2 separate regions of the Pan troglodytes genome follow, and region 1 is linked to region 2. Evidence: chromatin contacts called from public HiChIP or PLAC-seq data. All regions are on one chromosome and are shown on one strand. Each heading gives the region's core, a stretch centred on a gene start, on an enhancer-like site or on the middle of the called end of the contact. The rest is flanking DNA. Distances are from core to core; before and after follow the strand shown. Region 1 holds the start of PTGR2 (prostaglandin reductase 2). Region 2 holds the start of PNMA1 (PNMA family member 1).

Region 1 (2,700 bases), core at 74-2,573, 140 kb before region 2:
ACGTATCTTTCTGGGCCCAGAGCCGTGGCTCACACCTGTAATTCCAGCACTTTGGGAGGCTGAGGTGGGAGGCTCACTTGAGGCCAGGAATTCGAGACCAGTCTGGCCAACATGGCAAAACCCCGCTCTACTAAAAATACAAAAATTAAGCGTGGTGGTGGGCGCCTATAGTCCCAGCTACACGGGAGGCTGAAGCTGGAGAACTGCCTGAGCCCAGGAGATTGAGGCTGCAGTGAGCCGAGATCCAGCCAGGACACTCCAGCCTGGGCAACAGAGCGAGACTTTGTCTCAAAAAACAAACAAACAAACCACGTGTCTTTCTGGATCTCTCTGCCAGTCTTCTCCTCCCCTTCCGGTTTTCTGGTCTCCCCCTTCCCCTCTCGAAGTCTTGCATGTGGAGATTCCTATCTTGCTCTTCCCTTTCTCAGTGACCTCCCTGAGCCCTGTGGCTCCTCCTACCAACCACTTTATATGGAAATTAATAATAATTTGCGTCTCTAGCCCAGAATTTCAAACTAACTGCCCAGCTCGTCAGCGCTAAGAGGATAAGGACTCGTCTGCTTTGTTCAATGATGTGAATCCAGGCCGGGCGCGGTGGCTCAGGCCTGTAATCCCAGCACTCTGAGAGGCCGAGGCAGGCAGATCACGAGGTCAGCAGATCAAGACCATCCTGGCTAACACGGTGAAATCTCGTCTCTACCAAAAATACAAAAAATTATCCGGGCGTAGTAGTAATTCCAGCTACTCGGGAGGCTGAGGCAGGAGAATCGCTTGAACCCGAGAGATGGAGGCTGCAGTGAGCCGAGATCGCGCCACTGCACTCCAACCTGGGCGACAGACAGAGCGAGACTCCGTCACACACACACAAAAATGTGAGTCCAATCCCCTATGCCCGGCACATGGTACGTGCTCAACAAATCTGTGTTAAATGAAAGTTTCAGAGGCACCTCAAACACAATTACGTCAAAACCTCAGGTTGCTTTCCCCCAGTAATTCAAAAAAAAACCCCAAAACCTGCTTCTGCTTCTCGAGCATTCCCTATCTCAGTGTTCCGGGCAATAACGCCAGTGTCCCCGGTAGCTCCGGGAGGACACCTAGAAGTCACCCTGGTTGAGAGTCTTCTCCCTCACCGCTGGGGCCCGAAGCAGCTTCGGGAGGCACAGTCGCTGCAGCCGCTCGCGCGTCACTGACCGTCGTGGAGGCAGGGTGAACGAAATCTCGCGTGATTTGCCGGAAAGAGGCTGTACTGCACGACCCCAGCTCGCCCCCAGGCCTCGGCCCTCTGACCGCAGTACGCAGGCGCGCGACTAGGCCCGGCTCCGCGCCCCCTCCCCTCCCAGGGGCGGGGTTTGGAAGCTTAGGGATTGGAAGTTTAGGATTCCGGGGCGCCCCACGTTTCCGGGAGAAGCAAGGGAAATGCGGAACGTCAGGGGAGAGTTACTAGTCTGGGCAAAGTGCATTAATAACTTAACTGAGATTGGTTCCTTGTGGCCGCCCCTACTGCCTTGACCCAAAGAGCAAATCTTGCAGCCTTGACCAGTGAGTTCACATTTAGCAGTCCGTGAAGAAGTTTTATTAGTTGTGTGGATTTCTCCCTGAACCTCGATTGGGAAATTATAGTGAGACAGGGACCGTCAAGCCTACTCCTTGTTTTATAGATGGGGAAACTGAGTCTTGGAGAGCTGATGTGTTTGGACCACCTACCTTTCAGCTGGTTAGGGGCAGTGCTGGGATAAAACCCCTCTCTCCGGACCCTAATCCAGGGCCCCTTTGCGCCTCTTTTATTTCACGAAGAATACCAGATTCCTCCAAGATTACCAGTGTGGGCTGATTTCTCAATTTCATTCATCGTTAGTCGTCTCCTTTTGTGCTGGACTGGGTTGAGAGAAGTGTATACCTAGGACAGCTTCGGATCCCCAGGGACTTCAAACCCTAAGAAAGATCATCTGAATTAGGCAGGTATAAGAATTGCTTGTATTCATGTGGGAGCTAATAGCTCAGCACAAGTCATGCATGGAGTAGCTGAAAGATGACTAGGTTGGTGAGCAAGGGAATAGTGATCAAACAGGTTGGAGTTCCTGGTAGCTTTATGTCTGAATATTTTTGCTTCTTTGGGAAAGCTTTAGGAAGGACTAGGAGAATTACACTACTTTGCAAACATTTTCAGACAGGAGCTAATCTCTTTTATCTGTCATGGACAGGTAGACAGACCTTCAATGCCTTTTGTAATGACTTAAACCAAATGATGAAAAATAAAATGCTCAAATAGACAAAAAGTAGTATAAAATAAAGGTAATCTAGAACTTGATTTAAAAGAAACACTCTTTCAAAATAGAAAAGAAGCCCTGCAATATTAAATTAGTTTTGGGGCTGGACGCAGTGGCTCACGCCTGTAATCTCAGACCTTTGGGAGGCAGAGGCAGGTGGATTGCTCGAGTCAGGAGTTCGAGACCAGCCTGGGCAACGTGGTGAAACCGCATTTCTTCAAAAAATAAAAAATAAAATGAAATTAGCTAGGTGTGGTGGTGCTTGCTGGTAGTCTCTCAGCTGCTCAGTAGGCTGCAGCGAGCCTTGATCACACCACTGCACTCCAGCCTGGGTGACAGACTGATACCTTGTCTCAAAATTTTAAAATATATGTGTATTAATTAGTTTTAGCTCTCTTGATTCTAGGGTCTGTGAACTCCTTGTAACAAGTGT
Region 2 (2,700 bases), core at 33-2,532:
ACGGTATTTATTATCAGACTGGCAAGCCTAACTCCATAGGTTTACAGGAAGTAGGGATATTTTTATAAAACAATTGTGTCCTCCCCACATTTTGCTATGTTAATATTTGCCTCTAACAATTTGCAGCTGTTTCACTTTTTCCTCATTTGTCTCTAAGTTGAAGGCCTTGTTGGAGGGGACAGAGCACAGGAACAGCCTTGACAGTCTGTAATTATTGTACAAATATTTTAATAGCATATAAATAAGTATATTCCTTTTATTTTGAAACAAAAATGATCAGACACTGCCTTTTGTGTGTTTGCTGCCTGTGGCATCCTTTTTTAAAAAGACTGTTACATATTAAAATAGTGTACATATATAAATATTACCTCTTTTGCTGTACAGTTGTGATAGAGACTGAAGATTTTATTTTTTGTGTGCTTTTTATAAGAAAATTAATACACTAAAGAATCTTGCTGATGTGATTGTAATGTACCTATGTAACTTATTTACTTTTGAATGTTCTTCTGTATCTTTAAACCTTTTATTAAATAAGGTTTTAAAAATTCAGAGTTGAATGCTTTGTTCTCTTGGGATTTTCACCATCTGGGGTTGATGTAAGTGCGCCTTGTCTTGCTTGCAGGGAGATTACTCGACATTTTTGAACCATAAGGATTCTCTTTTAGCAGCCTATTGTCAATGATGCCAGCCAGGAAAAGGAAAATAATACACTAATGTTTGCCTGGCTAAAAGATGACTCAGTAGACACAGACAGATTTTTACAAAATTTTAGACAAGAAAGAGTCTAAACTCCGTGTCTCACACAAATACACAGAAATGGCGCACTCCGACATTTTGGCTTCATTGGGATGAAATATGCAGGGTGCACAGTGTGGTCAGGGGCAACGGGAAGCCAGGGTTCTGAGGAGAGTATTTTCACGTGCAGGGTGGACTGGCTGAGCAACCCGAGTAGACAAGTCCACCATGAGGGATGCATTTCCAACAATATCATCTTAAATCCACTCCAGGATTGGGTTATTATTTTTAAAACACGGTGCTTAGTAGTAGTTGTTTACTGTTAAAATGCTAAATTATGAAAAAGGAAATGCGCCATCAGAGAAACAAATGTCCGAGCCCCTCGCTGGCTCCATGGCAACCGCTCGACTCCCGCGAGCCGCCGGAGCAGGCGTGCCTCGCGCCGGCTGTGACACCGTTGCCATGGAGACGCCCGAGCAGCTCCGCCGCGGGGGCGGGACGGGGCGGGACGCGGCGGGGCGGGGCGGACGCCGCTCGCCGGCTGGCCCCATCCTCCACTGCAGCAGTAACGTCGCGGCGGGTTGCGGGTAGGACTGGACGCCAGGGCAGCCGCGCAGCGCCTGAACCGCTGCGGGCCGCCGCGGCCGCCCCTTCCCACCCTCGCCTCTGCTGTCTCCAGCCTCGCTTCTCCGACTTTCCTGCTCCTCTGCTGCCTTCGTTTCTGGTCCTCGGCCGTCCTCGCCGCCCGCCCAGAGGAGTCCCCGCGCCCGCCAAGAAGCCGCTTTCCGCTGGCCCGCAGCCGCCGCGACTTCGGCACAGTTTCTCCCTCTGGCTAGTCTCCCAAACGGCCGCTCCTCGCCGGCGGGAAGACCAGGCTGCGACCGCGAACGCCCGATCCTCTCCAGGAGCCGCAGCGAGCGCCCGGCGGCCACGCCCCGCGACCACACCCCGGCGGCTCTCGGCCCAGCGCGCCTGCCTTCGCCGCCCGCCGTCGCTCCTCGCCCGCTGCACGACGACGCGACGCCCCTGCTGCAGGCGGCGGACCCGACCGGACCCAGACCCAGACGCAAGATGGCGACGGCCGCGTGACTGCCTCAGCGTCCCCGAGCTCGGCTCCGAGTGCACCTACGGACTGACTGTGGGGTCAGAGAAGGGCGAGATCAGGACTCTTTGTTAATCGTGACTGCATGAAGGTCGCCTCCCTCGGGCCTACTTGGTGGGAGTGTCTGGTATTGTTCTAAGGCCAGGAGCACGGTGAGCCACAGTCTGTTGCTAGAATTTGGCGTCTTGATAGTTGAGAAAATGGCGATGACACTGTTGGAAGACTGGTGCCGGGGGATGGATGTGAACTCCCAGAGAGCTCTGTTAGTCTGGGGCATCCCAGTGAACTGTGATGAGGCTGAAATCGAAGAGACCCTCCAGGCTGCGATGCCCCAGGTCTCCTACCGAATGCTTGGGAGAATGTTCTGGAGGGAAGAAAATGCGAAAGCAGCCTTATTAGAGCTCACTGGCGCTGTAGATTACGCCGCGATCCCCAGGGAGATGCCGGGCAAAGGAGGGGTCTGGAAAGTGTTATTTAAGCCCCCAACTTCTGATGCTGAATTTTTAGAAAGATTGCACCTCTTCCTAGCTAGAGAGGGGTGGACCGTGCAAGATGTTGCCCGTGTCCTTGGGTTTCAGAACCCTACTCCGACCCCGGGCCCAGAGATGCCAGCAGAGATGCTAAACTATATTTTGGATAATGTTATTCAGCCTCTTGTTGAGTCCATATGGTACAAGAGGCTGACACTTTTCTCGGGGAGGGACATCCCAGGGCCTGGAGAGGAAACCTTTGATCCCTGGCTGGAGCACACTAATGAGGTCCTAGAGGAGTGGCAGGTGTCCGATGTAGAAAAGAGGCGGCGGTTGATGGAGAGTCTTAGAGGCCCCGCCGCTGATGTCATTCGCATCCTTAAGTCCAACAAC

What was found. HiChIP or PLAC-seq counts read pairs in DNA pulled down with a chosen protein or histone mark.
Region 1: an H3K4me3 HiChIP or PLAC-seq map of stem cell-derived excitatory neurons shows a contact between it and region 2, with 4 times the contacts expected there. The contact joins the promoter of PTGR2 here to the promoter of PNMA1 in region 2. A contact is called at or near these places in 1 of 7 Hi-C or Micro-C datasets (stem cell-derived neural progenitor cells) and 1 of 1 datasets of contacts at active chromatin or transcription factors (stem cell-derived excitatory neurons).

What each region holds. Positions count from the first base shown.
Region 1 is chr15:71,808,898-71,811,597 of NHGRI_mPanTro3-v2.0_pri, reverse strand. PTGR2 (prostaglandin reductase 2) reads right to left here and starts at 1,323. Exons shown (of 10, transcript XR_010151214.1): 1 at 1,131-1,323. LOC129136931 (putative uncharacterized protein encoded by LINC00269) reads right to left here. Exons shown (of 3, transcript XM_054665863.1): 3 at 1,095-1,186. The coding sequence ends at 1,095.
Region 2 is chr15:71,671,647-71,674,346 of NHGRI_mPanTro3-v2.0_pri, reverse strand. PNMA1 (PNMA family member 1) reads left to right here and starts at 1,282. Exons shown (of 1, transcript NM_001348394.1): 1 at 1,282-2,700. The coding sequence starts at 2,038. MIDEAS (mitotic deacetylase associated SANT domain protein) reads left to right here. Exons shown (of 13, transcript XM_016926382.3): 13 at 1-549.